Regions from separate parts of the Mus musculus genome. Here regions 1, 3, 4 and 5 are each linked to region 2. Evidence: chromatin contacts called from public Hi-C, HiChIP or PLAC-seq and promoter capture Hi-C data. All regions are on one chromosome and are shown on one strand. The core of a region is the stretch at or near the end of the contact, and the rest is flanking DNA. Distances in the headings are between cores, read along the strand shown. Region 1 holds the start of Rab6b (RAB6B, member RAS oncogene family). Region 2 holds the start of Uba5 (ubiquitin-like modifier activating enzyme 5). Region 3 holds the start of Trf (transferrin). Region 4 holds the start of 5830418P13Rik (RIKEN cDNA 5830418P13 gene). Region 5 overlaps Rab6b (RAB6B, member RAS oncogene family).

The links. A called contact is a pair of places that touch in the nucleus more often than the background predicts. HiChIP or PLAC-seq counts read pairs in DNA pulled down with a chosen protein or histone mark. Capture Hi-C pulls out chosen DNA fragments and counts their contacts.
Region 1: a contact with region 2 is called in a promoter capture Hi-C map of liver. The contact joins the promoter of Rab6b here to the promoter of Uba5 in region 2. A contact is called at or near these places in 1 of 39 promoter capture datasets (pre-B cells), 1 of 15 datasets of contacts at CTCF or cohesin (large pre-B cells), 1 of 484 Hi-C or Micro-C datasets (CD4 T cells), 5 of 115 datasets of contacts at active chromatin or transcription factors (bone marrow-derived macrophages, embryonic hindbrain, large pre-B cells and 2 more) and 1 of 9 other capture datasets (liver).
Region 3: an H3K4me3 HiChIP or PLAC-seq map of pro-B cells shows a contact between it and region 2, with 7 times the contacts expected there. The contact joins the promoter of Trf here to the promoter of Uba5 in region 2. A contact is called at or near these places in 2 of 39 promoter capture datasets (liver and pre-B cells), 1 of 15 datasets of contacts at CTCF or cohesin (large pre-B cells) and 4 of 115 datasets of contacts at active chromatin or transcription factors (the 230-238 cell line, the SCID.adh cell line, large pre-B cells and 1 more).
Region 4: a contact with region 2 is called in an H3K4me3 HiChIP or PLAC-seq map of the SCID.adh cell line, with 10 read pairs. The contact joins the promoter of 5830418P13Rik here to the promoter of Uba5 in region 2. A contact is called at or near these places in 4 of 39 promoter capture datasets (the C10 cell line, cranial neural crest, hippocampal neurons and 1 more) and 3 of 115 datasets of contacts at active chromatin or transcription factors (the SCID.adh cell line, large pre-B cells and stem cell-derived neural progenitor cells).
Region 5: a Hi-C map of erythroblasts shows a contact between it and region 2, with 5 times the contacts expected there. The contact joins the enhancer-like site here to the promoter of Uba5 in region 2. A contact is called at or near these places in 1 of 39 promoter capture datasets (cranial neural crest), 1 of 15 datasets of contacts at CTCF or cohesin (large pre-B cells), 1 of 484 Hi-C or Micro-C datasets (erythroblasts), 4 of 115 datasets of contacts at active chromatin or transcription factors (the 230-238 cell line, fibro-adipogenic progenitors, large pre-B cells and 1 more) and 1 of 9 other capture datasets (liver).

What each region holds. Positions count from the first base shown.
Region 1 is chr9:103,110,806-103,113,505 of GRCm38.p6, reverse strand. It overlaps Rab6b (RAB6B, member RAS oncogene family), which reads right to left and starts at 1,432. Exons shown (of 8, transcript NM_173781.4): 1 at 1,280-1,432. The coding sequence starts at 1,349. Gm46128 (a long non-coding RNA gene) reads left to right here and starts at 239. Exons shown (of 2, transcript XR_001779270.2): 1 at 239-980.
Region 2 is chr9:104,061,743-104,064,442 of GRCm38.p6, reverse strand. Uba5 (ubiquitin-like modifier activating enzyme 5) reads left to right here and starts at 1,322. Exons shown (of 12, transcript NM_025692.3): 1 at 1,322-1,651. The coding sequence starts at 1,497. Acad11 (acyl-Coenzyme A dehydrogenase family, member 11) reads right to left here and starts at 719. Exons shown (of 20, transcript NM_175324.4): 1 at 540-719. The coding sequence starts at 682.
Region 3 is chr9:103,228,905-103,231,667 of GRCm38.p6, reverse strand. It overlaps Trf (transferrin), which reads left to right and starts at 1,382. Exons shown (of 17, transcript NM_133977.2): 1 at 1,382-1,494. The coding sequence starts at 1,452.
Region 4 is chr9:103,422,315-103,425,062 of GRCm38.p6, reverse strand. 5830418P13Rik (RIKEN cDNA 5830418P13 gene) reads right to left here and starts at 1,485. Exons shown (of 6, transcript NR_040466.1): 1 at 1,434-1,485. It overlaps Bfsp2 (beaded filament structural protein 2, phakinin), which reads left to right. Exons shown (of 7, transcript NM_001002896.3): 7 at 1-139.
Region 5 is chr9:103,179,834-103,182,533 of GRCm38.p6, reverse strand. It overlaps Rab6b (RAB6B, member RAS oncogene family), which reads right to left. Exons shown (of 8, transcript NM_173781.4): 8 at 1-1,352. The coding sequence ends at 1,288. Among named protein-coding and RNA genes, the nearest start is that of Srprb, 21 kb to the left of the region's middle. Within about 2 kb of position 1,338, at least 226 of the 459 cell types and tissues checked have an H3K27ac peak or open chromatin away from gene starts, as enhancers often do. A contact at or near this core is called in erythroblasts, fibro-adipogenic progenitors and pro-B cells, where this site is marked.

The DNA of each region.
Region 1 (2,700 bases), core at 183-2,682, 950 kb after region 2:
GCCTGGGCCCACCAGGTCCTCCCACGGCCTTCCTCCTCTTGGCCTCCAAACCAGCTAACAGAACTGGTTTACAGAGCTAGAGCTGGGAATCCCGCCCCCCCCCCCCCCGGGATCCCCCTCTCTTCCAGCAGAAATGCTCAGAAGCCCAGCTTATGTCTGTAACCCCCTGGTTATGTGACTCCTGGACCGAGGCTCTCAAGGAGGTACTCCTTCCCACAGGTATCAGAGGGGTCGCTGCTCTTCTGTCTGAGCTTCCCACCTTGGACCAACCTGGGTGTCAGATACTTGGGAGGGGAGACTCCTGGGCAGCAAAGAAACCCTTACTCTCCCCCTCCTTAGGCTCTGGCTGGCTGCCACGGTGACCTCCCCTCCCCCAAGAAGGGCGGTGAGCTGGGAGATGGGGGGTGGGAGAATCCACCGGCTCCACTGATGCTCTCTAGAGGGGGCAGGGAAGCCAGGCAGGGCGTGTCGCCTAGGCCTTTCTCTGCCCAGTGCCAAGCTCACAGATATGAGACGCCTCTGTACCATCCCCCAAGTCACCTGCTATGGGAAGAATCTTCACTCTCACGATCCACACCCCTAAGCCCCAAAGAGGCTAACACATTAGTGAAGGACAGTGAGTCTAGAACCTTCTGCCCAGTCGGATGTAAGCCAGAGAAGCTAAGTGCCCAGTTACCCTACCACTTGCACCCACTCTTTTCGAAAAGGGACAGGTGTCGTGTTCCCCATTTCCCAGCAGCAATCTGCTCCAGAGCTGGACGCGTCCTTTCCCTAGATTCCAGGCAGGGTCCGCAGGGAGCCCCTCGGGCGCAACCTTGGGGTGGGGGCAACCAGCTCCCAGCCCCACCTCGTTCTCCCAAGAGAGGCTCCTGTCCCTTCGCCCACACCCTCGCCGGCACCCAGACACCTGCACAGTGCTCCGCAGCCTGTGCCGCAGTGCGAGCTAGTCAGCGAGCCCGCGAGCCCGGCGCCTAGAGCGGGTGAGCCAGCCGCCGCCCTCGGTCCTCCCGGACGCACCTGCACCGGGTACCCGTACCCAGATCTCACACTCACCCTCATCCCTTGACCCCCAGAACCACCTTCTTCCTTTCCCCCTTGGTCCTCCCCAGCCCGGCCCCACCCGAGCCAGCCCCATCTCCCCATCTGCATCCCTCTCCTCTACCGGGGCGTGGAAGGGCCTTGGCGAGCCAGGGCTGGGAGGGTCCCTAGTGGGGTGGCTGAATGGGCGGCGTGGGGAAAAGACTCGGCTCCGAGCCGAGAGAATAAGCCGAGTACTCACCGCTCTGCTCCCCTAGGAAAACCAACTTGAATTTTCGCAGCGGGTTCCCAAAATCTCCCCCTGCGGACATGGTGCTGGCAGCTGGGGCCGGGCGAGGAGGAGGAGGAGGAGGAGGAAGCGGTGAAGGAGCAGGGAGGGGAGAGGAGGAGGGCGAGGGGAGGCGGCGAGCGGTGCGGGAGCCGGAGGGGGAAGGGCTGGCTGCGCGCGCCCCTGACTCCCCAGCTGCGGCCGGGCCCCGGCCTGCGGCTGCGTGTCCGACGGCGGCGACGGCGGAAAGGGAGGAGGCGGGGTGCGCGGCGCAGCCCTGGGTGGCGTTGGCTGCACGGGCGACGGGCGCGCTGTGGACGCCCGAAGCTCGGCGCGGGCAGCGAGGCACGGGCGGAGCGGGGCGCAGGGACCGAGCTGGGCGGAGGAGCGCTCTCCGAGCAGCGCCACGCGCCCCCTCCCGCCCGCCTGCTCCGCCCGCGCCTGCGCTCTGCGCGCTCCCAAGCCTCTGATGTCATGCGGAGCCCGTGGGTTTGCGGGGCTTGGGGGGCGTGCGCCATCCAGCCCCCACCCGGGCAGCCGGCTCCGGAGAGCCACCTCCTCTTGAGCCTAAGAGAGGTGCCCTCTTTGGAGCGTCTTGCTCTGCCCTGCTGCTTCTGTCTCACCCACCCACCTAGGGGGAAAAAAAAAAGACAGGACTTGGTCAAGAGGACATTTGTTTCTGGTCTTTGACACCTAAATGCGGTTCCCTTCTTCCGTCTCAGACCCAGATAGATGGTCAGACAGGGCGGGAACATAGGAAAGGGTCAGTGTGTGGTGTGGTGGTGAGTAGGAAGATGTGCGGATACCTGGCTCAGACCTGGGGTATGGCTCCTCGGTGGCCCCTGCTGGCCTCTAGCTTACCTCCTATCTAGCTAGGCTCAGACTCTTCATGCGGAGGGGATCTGTGGTTGTCCCCAGAGGAGCTGGCCAGTGAGAGAGAAGACACCCTTACAGGATATGCCTACTAGGGTTTGAAACCTAACCTGCCTGGTAGAAGACAGCTCCACTAACCCAAAGACAATGCCCTGCCTCTTTTGATCCTGAGACCGTCAGCCCAACCACACTCCTGCGCCCTGCTAGTTAGGTTTATTCGGGTAATGAGCTACAAGAGTATAAGAGAGCGACCTCTAAGTTTGCAGGGCACACACAGTAGCGTGAGAGCAAGGAGTAGACGCCAGACTAAGGTTAAACGCAGTCCCCAAGCAGTACACTCTAAGGCATCGGGTTAATTGAGGCTTTACAAAGCCCCTCCCCTCTTCCTCTCCAGCCACTTGCTGGTCTTGACCTTCTCTGGCCATTCAGGGAATGTTTGTTTGGGACTGTTTGGAATGTGTAGTGTATGTTACACAAAGCAAGCCAGGAGTGAAATGCACACACACACACACACACACACA
Region 2 (2,700 bases), core at 73-2,572:
CAAAACACCAGACTAAAACCAGATTCACTTGTCAGTGGGGAAAGGTATTCTTGGAGTCACCTCCTCCCGTTTAATTCCCTTGCTTCAAGAACTTAGGCCTTAAGTGGTGCTAAAAACAGTGAAGTGGAATGTCTAGAATCGAATTGGTATATTTTAGCTGGTATTATTAACCTAGCCCCAGGTGACTAAGGTCAATTAAACAAAATGGCACCAGCCCCTCAGAAACTGATCTTTAGATTGTAGCACAGAAGGTCACAGAAGATATCTATTAGGAATTCAAGAGTGTTCAGCCGCAACACTCTCGGTGAATTAGACACATAATTTTAGTCCTTAACAAGACTGCACTGCATAATGGATACTGCACCTCTGCTCCTGCCCTCTAATTCAGACTAGCCTGGGATTCGAGTACAAATTATCCAGGAAGCATCCTTGCAGGGAAAGAAATCCCGACCGGGCAAATGAGACACCCACCCAGGGCCAAAGGAAGCGAAGCACCAAGCACAGACATGTTCCCAGGAGGCAAAGGCTATGGTTGATACCTGTATTGAGTAACAGTCAGCACAGCCCGGGAATCTGACCCAAAGCCCGGCAAGTGCTGATTCAGGTAGGCCTCCAGGGACCTGAGGTCGAACTTGTGCTGGGGTAGCACTTCCACGGTGTCACTGGTGACATCCGTCTCCATGACCGCCACTGTTGTCACCGAGGAATCCACAGACTGTACGGAGGTTGCGCCAAGGCAGAAAGGAGACCGGCACTTGGGGGGGGGGGGGGGGGGGCGTGGTCGGGCGGGGCTTAGGAGAAGCCAATCACCGGGACTCTGGGCAGTGTTGCTGCAAAGCCATGTGGGAGGCGGAGTCTGGGACTCGGAGTCTGGTGGAGAAATAAAAGAATTGCCTGTTGTGGGACCAGACTTAGAATTTACCCTCAGCGTCAGAGCTGGAGTCCTCAGTCTTATAGAAAAACAAGGTCGCAAACGTGACTCTGGCGAATGAAGACAAACAGCTGTCACCCTAGACTAAGGACGCGCCAGCGGAAGACCTGTGCGGTCCGTGCAAGAAGAGAGTCCGCCAGAACCTTGAGCCTGCATTAAAAGACCCTGGTGTTTCTCATGGCCTCCTAGATAGGAAAGACGGAATGGCCGTCGACTTGATCTGGACACATATGATGCTGGCTCTGCTGAGACCTGGGTCTTGGTTCTAGAGAAGAAAGCTAAGTGTTTTGAGGAGTGTTTTTATTTATTATTATTATTTTTTTTTTTTTTTTACCGAGCGGAGCGATGGCGGCGGCGCACCGGAAGTGGCACGCCGGAAGCCCGGTGGGCGTGCCGGAGACGTGTCTTACTGGGAGCCTTGGAGCCGCTTCGCCGGTGTCTGGACCTGGAAGGCTGTGTCTGTTCCTCCTGCGCTTCGTGGGCCCAGCGAGGCAGCGTGGGGAGGCGGCGACGACGGCGACGGCGGCGGTCCGGCCTGGGATCGGAGGCCACCGGGAGCCCAGCCATGGCCGACTCGGTGGAGCGGCTGCGACAGCGGGTTGAGGAGCTGGAGCAGGAACTCGCCCGGGAGAGAACCCGGCGCTCTGGAGGGGACGGCCACTGCGGCCGGACCCGCATCCAGGAGATGAGCGACGAGGTGTTGGATTCCAATCCCTACAGGTGATCCATGACGGGGCGGGCAGGGCCACGCTCCGCGCGAGGGATTCAGCCGGCCTCCTGCCGCTCCTTTCCTGCTGTGGAGGTCCAGTTCCCAGATGGGCAAGGCCATGTCTTATGCTAGTCAGAAGATATTCTTCACCAAGCGAGTTGGCTCACGATTCATCGTAGCATTCGGGAGGGTGAGGTAGAGGGGGTTGTCGTGAGGTCCAGGTCAGTCTGGGCTACAGGAGTTGTAGGCCACTTTGGGCTGTGTAGTGAGACCCCTTTTTTTCTGCAAGGAAGGAAAATAACATTTTATTAAAAAAAAACAAACAATCCAAGCCATCCATCCATATGGTGGAGCTCTTCTGCCTGCTGTCCTGTACCCAGTTTCCTGTCACCATTATCTTTATTAGTCTACCTGGCTCTGCATCGGCTGATGCATAGAAAGCTCTGTCAGAGTATAATATCTCATGTAAAGTCGCCGAGGATAGAGCACCGTTTCCTAAATGCCTCTTGGTGTAACTTAGATGGAGCAGGGTGAGGGAGAGTTAGTTACTAGGGTGCTCACGAATATCCCTGAATATTGGCTTTGCCAGGGCTCCTGACCCCTCCTCTTTGCTCTCCTTAAATGGGCTTAGAAGATTGAGTGGCTTCACTTCTCAGCTTACTGAGTAGTCAGTAACTTAGAACGGTTTCTAACAGCTGCTGAACTTCTGGGTGAGATTGTTCCCTGTAAGTGGGGCCACAGGAACGCCTGTTTCCGCCATAGTTCTGAAGACTGAAGCAGTTTATGTGCAGTTCTTAGAACAGCAGTCGTGCATGGCAAACCTCGTAGACGACCACAGTCGGCAGCATGCTGTTAGACCTCCCGTTACATGTATGTTTCTTCTCACCACGGTCCTAGGGGATTGCTGATCATTTTCTCTCATCCTGGAGGTGAGAAAAGTGTAGGGAGCTATTTTAGATGGACTGCAGTATACAATAGAATCTGTGGCATTAGGTCCCTCCCCAGCAAGTCTCTAAGGCTATAAGCAGTGAGGCTAAAACCTGGGTAGTTTTAAACGTAG
Region 3 (2,763 bases), core at 133-2,632, 830 kb after region 2:
CCCAGAGGGACATTTTCAAATGCCCATTTTTTTTTGACTTCATCATTTCAGAATCTTCCAGTCCATGTACAGGATTGAAATGCACAACTCTAGTGAGAGTTGAAACGGCGGCACGTATGGAGGGTGCAAGCGAAACGTTTCTGTGATGAATGCAGTCAAAGCAGTTTGGTGACTACTTAATCAGGGGTATCAGGATGCCAAGGAAGCCAAAGCCAACCATCAGACTGGTGGATGCTCAAAGCCAACCATCAGACTAGCACCCCAATGGAGGAGTTAGGCCAAGGACTGAAGGAGCTGAAGGGGTTTGCAAACCCATAGGAAGAACAACAATATCAACCAACCAGACACCCCCCCCCAGCTCCCAGGGACTAAACCACCAACCAAAGAGTACACATGGAAGGACCGTCCCATGGCTCCAGCTGCATATGTAGGAGAGGATGGCCTTATTAATGGCATCAATAGAAGGAGAGCCCCTTGGTCCTGTGGATGGATGCCCCAGTGTAAGGGGATGCTAGGAAGGTGAGGCAGGAGTGGGTAGATAAGTTGGGGTGGAGGGGGTGAGAGGTGGGGGAGCACCCTCATAGAAGCAGGGGAAGGGGAATGGGATAGAGCGTTTTTTTCAGAGGAGGATAACATTTGAAATGTAAATAAATAAAATAACAACAACAAAAAAAAGGAAGCATCCTCTTTATGCTTACACTGGCCCTTTGTTCTGAGCCTCACAGTTTGACCACTTCCTGGCAGTGGGAGAGAGTTTCTTGTCCCTGTGACTGTTTCTAGCCCGGATTGTCTCACCAGAAGCTCAAGGGCAGGAAGCTTTCAGCTCCAGAGCAGGCCAGGCCTGGCAGGGATAGAGGGAGGGAGAGCTGCCCCCGGACTGTTGCTGGGATCATGGCGTGCTGCCTCTCTGACCTGAGCCAAGTTTCCCAGTTAGGTTCCTTCTCCGGTTCTAGTCTGCCGTCCTAGGCAGTTTCCCTTCCGCTCAAGCCTCAGTCTCCCCCCCCGCCCCCCTATAAGGTTGATGAAGCTGTTGGCAAGTAGAAGCCCTGGCACCCGGGAGCAAGCCACTCCCGCCCAAGCAGCTGTACCATGCTGCTCCAGGCAGTGATAACAAAGAGTGGGTTCTGCTTTTAGCTTCCTTCTAAACACAGGCTTTTTGAGTGAGTGTGTGTGTGTGTGTGTGTGTGTGTGTGTGTGTGTGATTGTCGTGGTAGTGGATTCCATGCGCAGTTCTGTCCCACAGCTCAGGAAATGAGGTGATCATCAGGGCAAGAAAGGAAGGGGGTGGATGCGGGGTGATTGGGCAATTGGACTGCGCAAACACAAGAGGTCAAAGATTGCGCCCAGCCGGCCCCCTCCCTCCGTGCATAAAGGCGAGCGGGCCACGGGCAGGCGGCGCAGAAGCGGGTCGGTCTGTACTCCCCGCTCCTCGCCACACACACACCGAGAGGATGAGGCTCACCGTGGGTGCCCTGCTGGCCTGCGCTGCCCTGGGTGAGTGTGCGTGCAGGGGATGACTGGCTGGCTATGTATGCAACCCTTAGGAGCTAAAGCTGGAAGTCCCAGCTTCCAGCCCCTTGCTTCTTCTCTGTGGTATCTTCATCTTCCATAGCGTAGGAACAACGTGGATCCACATGCATCTGGGGCTCTGATTCAGTCTCTACCTTTCACTATCCTCATCACGCTGTCTCCCCTATGTCCAGTAATTTGAAGATATGGTATACGCGATGTTAGAAAACTTTTAACCAGTTTACCCAGGCGCTATCCCGGGGCCTCAGTATAGTCCAAACAGCATGGTGTGGTAGTCACAACTTCCTGAGATCTAATCCTGCTATCTCTCCTTTGTCTGATGCCTCCTTGGATGCCTTTGGCGCTGGTGGCTTAGACTAGGGTGTGGGATTTGAAGCCAGAATTCTGGGGTTCAAATCATACCTGTATTTCTCCTGCGACGGGTCTTGCTTGTTACCGCACATGCCTGGGAGGGTCAGGTGAGGGTGAGGTCACAGGTCCCAGTCCTGCATCCTGCTGACTCCTCACCAGAGGGGGGGGGGGTCTCAAAGACCCAAATGCCTGCTCCAGTTGGACTGTAGTTAGCATTTGTCACAGTGTTGGGGCTGTCTAGTTTGAGTGATTTGTCATCCCTAACAACTGTCAGCCTGAAACAGGCTTCCGTGCTTGTTAGCTCAGGACACCTTGTGTGGCTATGCACAGTGACACCGGACCAAGGTCAAAATTTACAAGTTAGACGAACTAGTTTGAAGAGGCTAGAGAGGTCGTCTATCCCTCTGGCCACGGTGAACTAAAGGGAAGGAGCTGGGGACGATCAGTCTCCCTGTTGTCCTTCCTCATCCATCCTGAGGTCCATTGGCCTCACCCACCCCGATCCATGCTTAGTGATTTGTGGGCTTGCTGAGTCAGTAAGTCAGCCCTGCTGAATTGCCCGAAAGGGAAGGGATGTGACAAGAGCTAGGAGTGCCAGGTCCCACAGACGGCATCTCTCCATCGTGTGGATTTCAGTGGTGACCCAGCTGGGGAGATGGTACAACTGGGCAGATGCTTAGCATGCAAACACCAGGACCTAAATTCAGAACCCCAGCAACCATGTAAAAAGCTGGGTACCGCAGTGCCCTGGGGAAGCAGACACAGGAAGATCCCAGGGAACCCACAGTGCCCTGGGGAAGCAAACACAGGAAGATCCCAGGGACTTTCTGGCCAGACAATCTAGTGGAACCAGCAAGGCTCAGATTCAGTGAAAGACACTGT
Region 4 (2,748 bases), core at 236-2,735, 640 kb after region 2:
GAACCTCAGTGGCTGCTGGACTCCCTAGCTGACTCAGACGGAGCTCCCTGGGGGTGGAGAGAATTCTGCTCCCATTTCTGTAGTCTGTAGCTTGAACAACCGAGGCCTCTCTGAATAAATACTTTGCGTGTGGCTCCCAGTCTGCCATTTGCTGTGGCTAACTTGCTGGTGGTGCAGAAACCCTTCCTTTTCTCTGCAGGTCCCAGGGCCTCTTTGGGGATTTGGGTTGGTGTTTCATGAGTATGTGCGTGTGTTTGTTTTGTTGGTTCAAAGGATAGGACCCAGGGCCTCATGCATGCTAAGTGTGTATGATACACTACACCCCCCATACTGGGAGCCATTCTTGGATGCTTCTAGACAGCATGTTGAGCCTGTTAAATGAGTCCATCAGTCTCATCATTGCCTCAAGGTCAACTGTTCTGGTTTTATCAACACACAAAGGCTGTTCATTCAAAAGTTCTGCACTTGACGGGTACCCTGGTCACATGCAAATCTCTCTCTCTCTCTCTCTCTCTCTCTCTCTCTCTCTCTCTCTCTCTCTCTCTGTCACACACACACACACACACACACACACACACACATCTCATTTGCCCATAGCATAACACCTCTCCATCAGTTTCAACCCATGGGGGACTAATTAGGTTGTGGTAGTTCACCCATTTACAGCCTCAACATTTCTTTTTTGGGATCCACATGCCAGCGCCCTCCACCCCCCCCCCCCGCCCCCCACGCCAGCCCTCTCAAGGCTCGGGCCAGCCAAATCTATTCATGCATCTGCTTCCCACGAAGGCAAGACCCTCCTGCCCTCAGATTACAACTGAAACCACCACCTGTGTGGGACCACAGGCTCTCAGTGCTTCTAAAACCACACACCACCACACCACAAAAACAAACACGTCTGTTTCTGTTACCTGCCTGCTACACAGAATTAGACCAAGATAAGCTCCGTCGTTGTCCCTTTGTCACTGTGAGCTACTTACCCCAACAGAGGGATACATCCCTGTGTGGGAACATTTGAAGACCTTCATATGGATGTAAAGTCCCAAAAAGACCAATAAACAGTGTTTACCTTTATTTAAAAACAAACAGCCGAGAATGTGAGGTTGCACACCTTTAATCTCAGCACTCAGGAGGCAGAGGCAGGTGGATCTCTGTGAGTTCAAGGCCAGGCTGACATACAAAAAAGAGTTTCAGAACAGTCAAGGCTGTTACACAAAGGAATCCTGTCTCAAAAAACAAAACAAGCCAACAACCTTTTAAAAGAAGCAAGGTGTGTCCTGGTTAGGATTCTGTCCCGTAGATTTCCTTGCTGGCCTGCAGGACCAAAGAAAGAGAACCCACGAGTCTCCCAGAAGGCCAGTTACTTAGACTCTACACAATATCTTTACATAATTCAGTGTCTGAAGTCCAGAAATAGAAAAGACACCACTTACGCTCCGTTTCAGCTAAGCCTCCACTGCCCTGCTAGCTTGCTCGCTGCGAACTGCTCCTAATTGAACCACCTGGGTGCAAAAGCCATCAGGAAGACAGTGCAGCTGTCTCAGCGACATTGGATGCTGCAAGACCTTCTTGCCTTTCTTATTATCCTTAATTATTATTTCCAAGCCAAGATTTCAGTTTCCAACCTCTACACAGCCCAGGGCCTGGAAGGTGAAGAGGACCCCATGCTGGGGTTTTGTTTGTTTGTTTGTTTGTTTGTTTGTTTTTGCCGAATCTGGAAGCCACTGGTATGCAAGGAGAGTAGATGCGCGCCCTCTCAAGGGTTTCTCCCAGTGGGGCTGCGAGTTTTAGACTCTTCTGCCCTGCAAATCTCCACGAGCAGGTGCCGCGAGTCAGAAAGTTAATCACCTTTTGGCAGGGGAAGATCATGACTGACGGCTGCTTCCAGTTCCCAGCGCAGGCTCCTGCTGCTTCTAATGAGGCTTCGTTAGCAGGTATGAAAAGGCCCCGCTGGCCCCTGGATTCTGCCAGCGCCTTTTGAAAATCAGACTTCCTCTCACAACATCACGGTACAATTACCCGTTGGCAGTGGTTCCCTGACAGGTGGTGGGGGAGGCTGCTGCCGGTGGTGACGAGCATTTGTTCTGGAGTAGATGGGTAAAGGGCTTTGGCTGGATTCCTCCTAAGCTCTTTCCACACCGTACTACTCAACTCCATGGATTTTGGGTTTCCAGGTGTGTGCTTGAGAGCGCGCGTGCGCGCGCACACACACACACACACACACACACACACACACGCACGCACGCACGCACGCACACACACACATACCATAATAGCACCCATTAGCGTTGAGACCCCCACATCCTTTGATAACAATGTCCTTAAATTGTACTTCAAGGATATTGGTAATTCTTTTAAGCATGGATTGATGCTCAAATGTTTTGACAGACTGGGGGGAGGGGGAATACCCATATAAGGAAGATCATTTCTGTTCTCATGGGTTGACAATCTTGGTGGGGCAAGGACTAAACAAAGCAACGTGGCACTGTACAGTTTGCATGGCCCCTTCCCTGAATTCATTTTGTCCCCAAAGGCATGAAGATAAATCTGATTTCAGTTGCTTCTCCACTACAGGATTCAGTAAGTGCCACCCAGTTCACTGCCCTTTGTTTAACTGCCCTACACACATTCTTCAATAAGCCCTTGGGCCACCTCACCAGCTTTTACTTAATTACACCCATGTGTTTGTTGGGAGGAGCTTGTCGGGGTGCTGGTGGAGTCAGAGGACAACTTTTGGGAGTTGGTTCT
Region 5 (2,700 bases), core at 89-2,588, 880 kb after region 2:
TTGAGAAGAGCACTCTGCTAAGAGACTCTGAAGGTCTTCAGTCTGGGGAATGAGTGGAAATAGCAAGGACAGCCTGCTGGGGGGCAAGTTGCAGTACCCTGGGGCAGCAGCCTTCTGGAAACCCCACAGTGACTCCAAGATGCGTGCAGTGCAGCTGCCAACACTCCCAAAGGTATTCATACAAAGATTTCAAACGTACCACGCCAGAGGTGAGGACACATCAAGGAATCAGCTTTTCCAGAACAACGTTCGGCAAGATTAGTATCCAAGGGTCTGACAACATGGAGTGTCCGGAGTCATGGCCGACTCCTCTCACTTCCTCAATGGTAGTTGCAGTGATGGCAGGTGCCCTAGGCTTCAGTGTCCCTGAGCCACCCAGCATCACACATTGAGTTGGCGAGTCAGCCTAACCATGTGTGTCAATGGTTGGGCCAGTAGATTACACACTGCCTCAGCCCTCAGCTGCCAAGCGCACCCCATCCTTCCAGTAACTTCTTGCTGTCTGTCACCGGGTCAGCCCAGAGAACACACTGTTGCCTGTGCTTTCTGGCTCTATGGTTATTTTTTTCAGGGAAGGAGAAGAGGCGGAAGCAGCCAAGGAGCTGCTGCTGAATCTACAGTCCACGGGCCTTCATCTCCTCTCAGGGGCCTGCCAATGTGTCCCACTCTGCCAGGGAAGAACTCGACAATACCCCCTCAGAGGCTGTTTTGTTAGATTAAAGTTGGATTTGACTGTGGAGTGCGGGTTTGGTTGGTTTGGGCCATGTGACCCAGAACTAGAATGTAATTACTACTGTTCAGTTAATTGCTTTAATTTTCTGGGCTGGGGGGGGCGGGGGTAGGAGGAAAATAGAGGTGACACACAGTTCCAAGAGAACAGGAAGGAAGAAGTGTGTGGAGAGGTTCTCTGTAAGTTTACAAATATACAAAAACAAACAAACAAAAAAGCACTTCTTTCAAATAAAAATGACTACTTTTCTAATCTGGCAAAAAGTTGTATACACATGATTTAAATTTTTTTTTTAAATTTTAACAGTTTTTGGCAATCTTAATAAAGTACAATATATTACAACCAAACCAAAAAATAGTTGTTTAGGTAACAGCTGTTAAGAGTGACGTGGTCCCTGATGCCCAGCCTCCCTCCCCATGTCCCACCCTACTCCTAGAGAGAGAGAGAGAGAGAAAAGAAAGATCCTCCAGTCTTGATAAACTCAGTTCCCACCCCGTTAGGAAGCTATAGGAGGCAAAACAAGTGAGTGGCGCTGAGGAAGCCGAGTGGGCGGTGCATTAACAGGAGCAGCCGCCCTCGCTGGCCGGGGGCTCCTGAGGCTTGTCCAGCTTGATGTCAATCACTGTAGGAGGCGGGCTAAGGAAGAAGTGCCGCTCACCAAGACGCCATGCTCTCTCTCTGCAAACCCACAGCCTCAGCTCTTCGCTCGGCTGGAGTAGGAAGGAACTGCTTCCCACCCGTTTCTCTCCTGTCTCTACCTGCCTGCACCCCGCCCCTCAAAACTGTCGACCCAGTGTGAACCGGGCTGTGATCTCACTATCAACACCACACAGAGAGAGGCCAGGCAGAGTCTGGCTAGAAGCTTCCTCCGGTGACAGATAAACTGTGCTTCAACTCCAGCATCTAGCAATAGATGGTTAGCAACCAGCTGGTTAACGGCTGGCCCTCCCCCAAAGCGCCTGGGAGGGAAGAGTCCCCTGGCCAGGATCAGAATTGAGTGTCCATATCATAAAGTACAGGAGGATGTGAGGTGGTGGTCCTTACTTCTCAAGGCCGTTACAGTGAGAAGCTGCATCCACGGACTAAACAGCCCCTTTCTACAGCATTCTGGGGGCTGGGGGCTGAATCACACTTGCCAAGAACACCAGAGGAGCGGATGCAAAGTGCAGGGCAGCCTGTACCTTCCCATCATCTCTGGCTACAAACCCAGACTAACTGATTGTACAAGACTTTAGCGTTGCCTCCAGCCAGGACATCTCACCACTACTGTGCACCAAGCCCTTGGATGCTCTCCAGCCCCACCCAGATCCTTGGCTGGGCTGAGTGGGGTGGGGTGGCAATGGAGCTTGCTGCTAGCATTCTAAGGATGTCTCTGTGTCCCGTCTTTGGGGGTAACATATGAGGTTCTTTTGGCATAACATACCCTGAATTTCATTGTCTCTTTGCCTTGGCTGTTTTACTTGGCTTGCAGCCAGTATTTTATGCTTTCTGTCAATCACACAGCACGGTATATATTTTCAGTTTGATTTTTCTCCCTACCTTCTATCTTGTATGTGTGCTTACAGAAAAACATACAGTGCTACCTTGCTGGTATGTGTGTGTGTACTTACCCCCACATGCCTGATGCCACTGGAGAGTACACATAAGTAAACTTGCTTCCTTCCCCCTCCCCCTCAGCTCAGCTTTGCCCTCTCCCATCCCATGGTCCTTTTCCTCTGCTCCCTACATCTCTACAAACGCTTCCTAGACCACCGTGATGCTAGTCTCTGCTAACTGTGGTTCTGTGGTGGTCCCCACTGATCCCAGGACACTCCAGGTCCTGGCTTTCACTGCTGGTCCCGAGCACAGGCCTCACTGGGGTCTTCTCATCTTTCCCAGGTGCCCCTCTGAGCCACCTCACCCCTTGCTCAGCAGAATGGCATCCCTAAGCCGGCTCAGTGACACCCATCGCCTGGAGCAGAGGCACAGCA